Linked DNA regions of Ovis aries: region 2 is linked to region 1. A link is a contact called in public Hi-C data. All regions are on one chromosome and are shown on one strand. The core of a region is the stretch at or near the end of the contact, and the rest is flanking DNA. Distances in the headings are between cores, read along the strand shown. Region 1 holds the start of CCDC82 (coiled-coil domain containing 82). Region 2 overlaps MAML2 (mastermind like transcriptional coactivator 2).

Evidence for each region. Hi-C and Micro-C count contacts between places; a contact is called where the count stands out from the background.
Region 2: a contact with region 1 is called in a Hi-C map of mixed tissues, with 2.5 times the contacts expected there. The contact joins the enhancer-like site here to the promoter of CCDC82 in region 1. A contact is called at or near these places in 3 of 16 Hi-C or Micro-C datasets (liver, mixed tissues and muscle).

Annotation. Positions count from the first base shown.
Region 1 is chr15:13,474,954-13,477,670 of ARS-UI_Ramb_v3.0, forward strand. It overlaps CCDC82 (coiled-coil domain containing 82), which reads left to right and starts at 1,386. Exons shown (of 9, transcript XM_060399680.1): 1 at 1,386-1,452.
Region 2 is chr15:13,815,894-13,818,610 of ARS-UI_Ramb_v3.0, forward strand. All of the region lies in intron 2 of MAML2 (mastermind like transcriptional coactivator 2), which reads left to right. Among named protein-coding and RNA genes, the nearest start is that of MTMR2, 140 kb to the right of the region's middle. Within about 2 kb of position 1,363, at least 17 of the 54 cell types and tissues checked have an H3K27ac peak or open chromatin away from gene starts, as enhancers often do. A contact at or near this core is called in liver, where this site is marked.

The DNA.
Region 1 (2,717 bases), core at 136-2,635:
TACAAAGCTTAAGTTTGTGTAAACCTGTTGCATTGGCACAACACATGATAGTGACTCTTTCTTCCATTGACTTGTGCCCAGGGATTGTGCATTTACCTTTGATTACCGAAGTCCTGGAAGGCAGGCATTTCCAAAACAGTCCAGTTTCATCTGCATTGTAGATCTGCTCGGGCTGCAAATTCTCTCGTTCAATATAGTCTCGAAAGTTGCTGCAAAAATCTTCCACAGCAGTCTCATCTCCACTTAATCTTTCGTTTCTAATATTGATCTCTCTAATGCTGTGCCGCTGCTTAAAACGAGTTAACCAACCGGCAGAGGGGTTAAAATCACCATCCATTCCCAAAGCATAAAAGAAGAACTCTGCCCTTTTTGCACAAATTGGTCCAGACACGGGATTCCCTTTTGCTCTCTGCTGGTTGAACCATTCTAGCATCGCTTTGTCCAGTTCCTCATACATGGATGGTTTCATAGATTTCCTCTTAGCCAGAAGACTTGTGGAGTCTGAACTGCTTGCGTAAGTTATGATCTTTTCCTTATTTTTTCTTATATCTCGAACTGTCGTTTCGCCAATTCCATAAATCACTGCCAGTTGTTTGGAAGAACCTCCATCTTCAAGTTTCTTTATTATATCAAGCTTATCTTTAATGGTCAACACCACACGCTTCCGTTTCCCTGACATGGTGAGACTGTGGGACTGTTCCCACACTCACACGGAAGCAACCCACAAAATTCTGTCTACTCTCACTGACTCACTTTAACACAGCCTTACACACTCACTGTTTCAACCTCACCAGGAACCCGGTGGCCCTGACCCCGTCCCTAGCTGGGCTTGGCTGGCGGAAGTTTCAGGGCTCAGGCCTTTAACTTTACTTGGGCAGCAGAGGAGGCCCAAGTCACCGCGGATAATCCGGATTACAAACATTTGTTTTATTCCCCCAGAGGCTGCGAGAAAGACTATCTCCCCATCGCGACCACAAACCTCCTTCAGGCCCAGATCGCAGGTCAACAGCCGTCACTAACCCGTGCCACACCCCAAAGTTACCGCCGAGAGCGGAAGAGTCAGGGAGTCGGGGACTGGCCCCCTTCCCCAGAGGGACGTGACGCTGGATTCCTTCCCGCAGCCAGACCTTTCTACAGCAAGCCCCACTTCCCCGCGTCGGGCTTACTTAGTCTGCACAGTCCTCCCGGCCCCGCACAAGCCCGCCGAGACCCTCTCCCAACCTCAGTCGGAACCAGGACCCCTCGGCGGCGCCCTGCCTAACGACGGCAGCCGCTCCTCCCACTAGCGCACGCTCCCGGAAGACGCCCCCTCCCGCCAGGCGGCCCCGCCCGTCGCCCCGCCCAGGGGCGGGACTTCCCTTGGCTCCCGGAAGGAGGAGGAACGTGTCTCTTCTGGACTTGGATACCTGGGCGGAGGCAGAGGCGGAGGCGGAGGCTGGGGAGGTTTGGAAGGTGAGAGCGCGGAGGCGGGGCGGGCTCCCTCGGGGCGGAGACTCGCTTTCGCTCCGGCTGCTGAGGGTTTGTTGGAGGGGCGGGGGAAGCCGCGCCTCGCAGCCTGCAGGCGGGAAACGTTCCCGCGGGTGCTCTCGGGGTAGGCGGGGCTGCTCCCTGCAATGCGCTTCGCTCCCCTCGCGCGCCGTGGGGGCCCGCCCGCTCCTTCCGCGAAGGGGAAGTGGGCCGGCCGGATGCGGGGGACGCGGAGGGTGACTTCGCGCGGTTCTCTGATCTTTCCAGATTCTCGTTTGTTTTCTGGGGGTCGAGCGCCTGTAAGCTCTGGGGGTCTGTGACGTTCCGCGCGCTTTCTCGCCAAGCCGTGTCGGAGGGTCCTGGGTCCCAGCCGCGGCGCCCTTCCCATCAGGTGGCAAGGGGCGGGCGGGCAGGCTTGCTGCGCCAGGCGTCTGTGTCCCGCGGAGGAGCCAGGTTTGTATCACGAGATACAACCAGAGTGTCCGGTGTTGTGCTCTGGTGTTAACTCCGAGAGGCTCTGTTCCTTCCTCAGCCCCTCAGCCCTGCTCTGTTTAGCGAACCGTCTTCAGGGTTATAGATTTCGTTGAATGCTATAGTAGTCCGAGATGCTAAATTGTGGAATACTGAAGCGTGAGCCTAAATGGGGGACATGGGCTTTTTCTATGTATTTCTTGCTGTTTTCCTACTTCTGTCGTGTAGTGCTGCCCTGTTTAGTGGAAGAACTATAATACATTTGTTCCCAGCAATATGGTAAAAGCAAAAAAAAAAAAAACAAAAGGAATCATATTCTGTAGCCTTTAAATCATGTATTACTCTGGCTTGTTTACATGTTCCGTTCATCAGATTGTGAGCTCCATGGGAGCAGAAACCGTGTCGTTGAATTCTTGAGAAACGCCACAGCTTCGAATTAGTGCTAGCACGTAGTATATGCATTCAGTGCTTTGGTTTGTTACGGTTTCCTCTCCAAACCGTCATACAAAAGGAAACCTTAAGGAGGGGTGATGTTTTTCAGATAGAGCACATCCCTTCTGGTAGAATTTCAGGTAATGGTGCGAGTTCCACTGCCCTTCAAGTTTTTAATTTTTAAACTACCACCTACATTGTTCATAGGGCAAGTGGGTGATTCTTAGAATGAATCTATTTTTGATAAATTAATCTCAAAGTCTAGAATAAAGGATATTTCTTCTGATAAGTTCAGGTAGCATCAAAGTACCCCCCTTTAGTTACCCCTGTGTTAGAGAAAGAGCACA
Region 2 (2,717 bases), core at 113-2,612, 340 kb after region 1:
ATTATAATCTCATGGTAGGAGAGGCTGAAGGGGAGGAAAGGGGTCACAAAGAGAAGGACACACTTAAGAAGGTTCCAGGAAAAAACGAATACTCCTAGGTACAAAGTTTTAGGTGAGACTTTAAAACAGGGAGTGGTAGTTGATACAGCATTTGAGATTCATCTTCGGGTGGGGAGAAGGGACTGTCAGGGAGTTTGAGGTGCACAGGTCCACGCTGCTCTATTTAAAATGGATAAGCAACAAGGACGGACAGTGGCACAGGGAACCCTGCGGTTATGTGGCGCCAGGATGGGAGGGGAGTTTGGAGGAAATGGATGCATGTATATGTGTGACTACTCGCTCCAGCATTCTTGCCTGGAGAATCCTATGGACAGAGGAGCCGGGCAGGCTACTGTCCATGGGGTCGCAAGAGTCGGACATGACTTAGCAACTAAACCACCACCACCATATGTATGGCTGAGTCCCTTCACTGCTCACCTGAAATTATCACGTTATTTATTAATTGGCTATACCCCCAATAAAAAATAGAGAAAAAAATGGACACTCTCTGGGTGAGGAGAGCTGGTGGCGAAGGGTGCTTGCCCTCCTGGATACCTTAAGAAGTAAAATTAATAGCTCTACTGTTTAAGCACACCCAGATTCTGTTAACTGGTCTATTTGTACATTCCACACCCTTCTGCCAGGCCGTATTTCAGAACCCAGTTGGGAGAAAACTCTGCTACCTTTACCGTAGTGCTTAAAACCCATATTCTGTAAATTTCAAATTATTACCATGTGTGACCCCCCCGACACCACCCCCCGCCCTCCAGGGCCGTTTCCAGCCGGATGCCTATGTAAGCTTACAGCTTTCCAGAGCATTTCCTATACACCCCCTCCAGCTGTGAACTTTTTACCTGGGTTTCGCTGCAGTGTCTACATGCTTATTGAGAAGTTAAAACAGTACAGGAAATTCTACATCATCCCCCTGGCATTACCAGTTAAATCGCTGAGTGTCTGGCCCTTATGAGGTTGAGCCATTTATTATAAATGCCACATCACAGTTGCAGCAACTTTCTGTTCCTTTTGAGTCATTCTCTGTAAGATGAACCAAGACGAATAGTACCCTGCTCCTGCCCCTCTCGAACTTTCTATTTACTTTCTCTTTACTGATTAAACACATGAAAAGAACATCAGGGCAAGGAGCCGTCGGATTGTTTTCACGCGATGGCTGAAATAGCCATTTCTCTCTGCAATAAACTTTTTTCTTTAAGTCGGGGTGGGAGCGGGCTTCCTATTTTGTTCTGAGGCTTCTCTTCAGTGACGTGCCTGTGCTAAGCACTGCTTTCACATTAACTGTCTGATTCACCTTACTTGGAACGTGGCAGATTTTCAGTAAATATGTCTCACGCTGCTTTGAAGAACCGTCTGTCCCAGAGGTTAAGTAACCTCTGGTCACACTTAGGATTTGTTGTTTTCAGTTAGTATTGTTGTTACTCATGGCAATCAATTTGTCCATCAGAAAGGGTACCCTGTGTGCAGCTGGGAAGCTTGTACTGCTCTCAGCCAGATAAAGTGAAAAGCAAAGGCTTTTTTGCCCATGAAGAAGTACTAGAAAAATGACACAGAAATTAGTTTTTCTTCTTTTGTTACCTTTATACCTATGGGGTATATTTATAGTAGGGCTTTGCAAGTGGCTCCATCGTAAAGAATCAACCTGCCAAAGCAGGAGACGCAAGAGACTCAAGTTTGATCCCTGGCTTGGGAAGATCCCCTGGAGGAAGGCATGGCAACCCATTCCAGTATTCTTGCCTGGAGAATCCCATGGACAGAGGAGCCTAGTGGGCTACAGTCCATGGGGTTGCAAAGAGTCAGACACGACTGAGCACAGCACGTATTTAAATTAAGCACGATTCATTTGAGATACTTCCTCCTAACACAGAGAAAGCATCAGAAATGAGAAAACTGGAAGAAGGCAAGGGAAAATGGAAAAAACAGAGAAAGAAGGGACAAAGGGAAGTTTTGTTTGAAATGAAATTACTTACCTGGAAACATTTCTTTTGAAACTCTGACTTTCAGGTGTTTACACCTTTCCTACAGAAAGGAAGTTGCTTGTCTTATAGAATTGGTGGATCCTCCACTCTGTGTTGGTGTCCTGATATCCAGATGTCAAAAGCAGATTGGTGGTAGACACCCATATTTCAAGGAAGCAAGTCTGGCTTCCTTTTTTCTCTCTATCTGAACAACTGGTGCACTTAATAGAGAACTGTGTTCATCTTTTCAAACTCGCTTTCCACTTTTGTATTTTCCTCTTCTCATGACATTATTCAGGAAAACGGCCAGCATTACTTTGGTTTCCTGTCTCCAGCCCTCAGTTACCCTTCAGATGCTCACTCTCTTGGGTGAATTTTTGTCTTTCACTCATCTCAGGAAATCACACCATCTCTTCATCCAAAATTGTGGTACTGGAGAACTGTGGTGCTAGAGAAGACTCTTAAGAGTCCCTTGGACTGCAAGGAGGTCAAACCAGCCAATCCTCAAGGAAATCAACCCTGAATATTCATTTGAAGGACTGATGCTGAAGCTGAAATGCCAATTCTTTGGCCACCTGATGCAAAGAGCAGACTCATTGGAAAAGACCCTGATGCTGGGAAAGATTGAAGGCAAAAGAAGAAGAGGGCAGCAGAGGATGAAATGGTTAGATAGTATCACTGACTCAAAGGACATAAATCTGAGCAAAC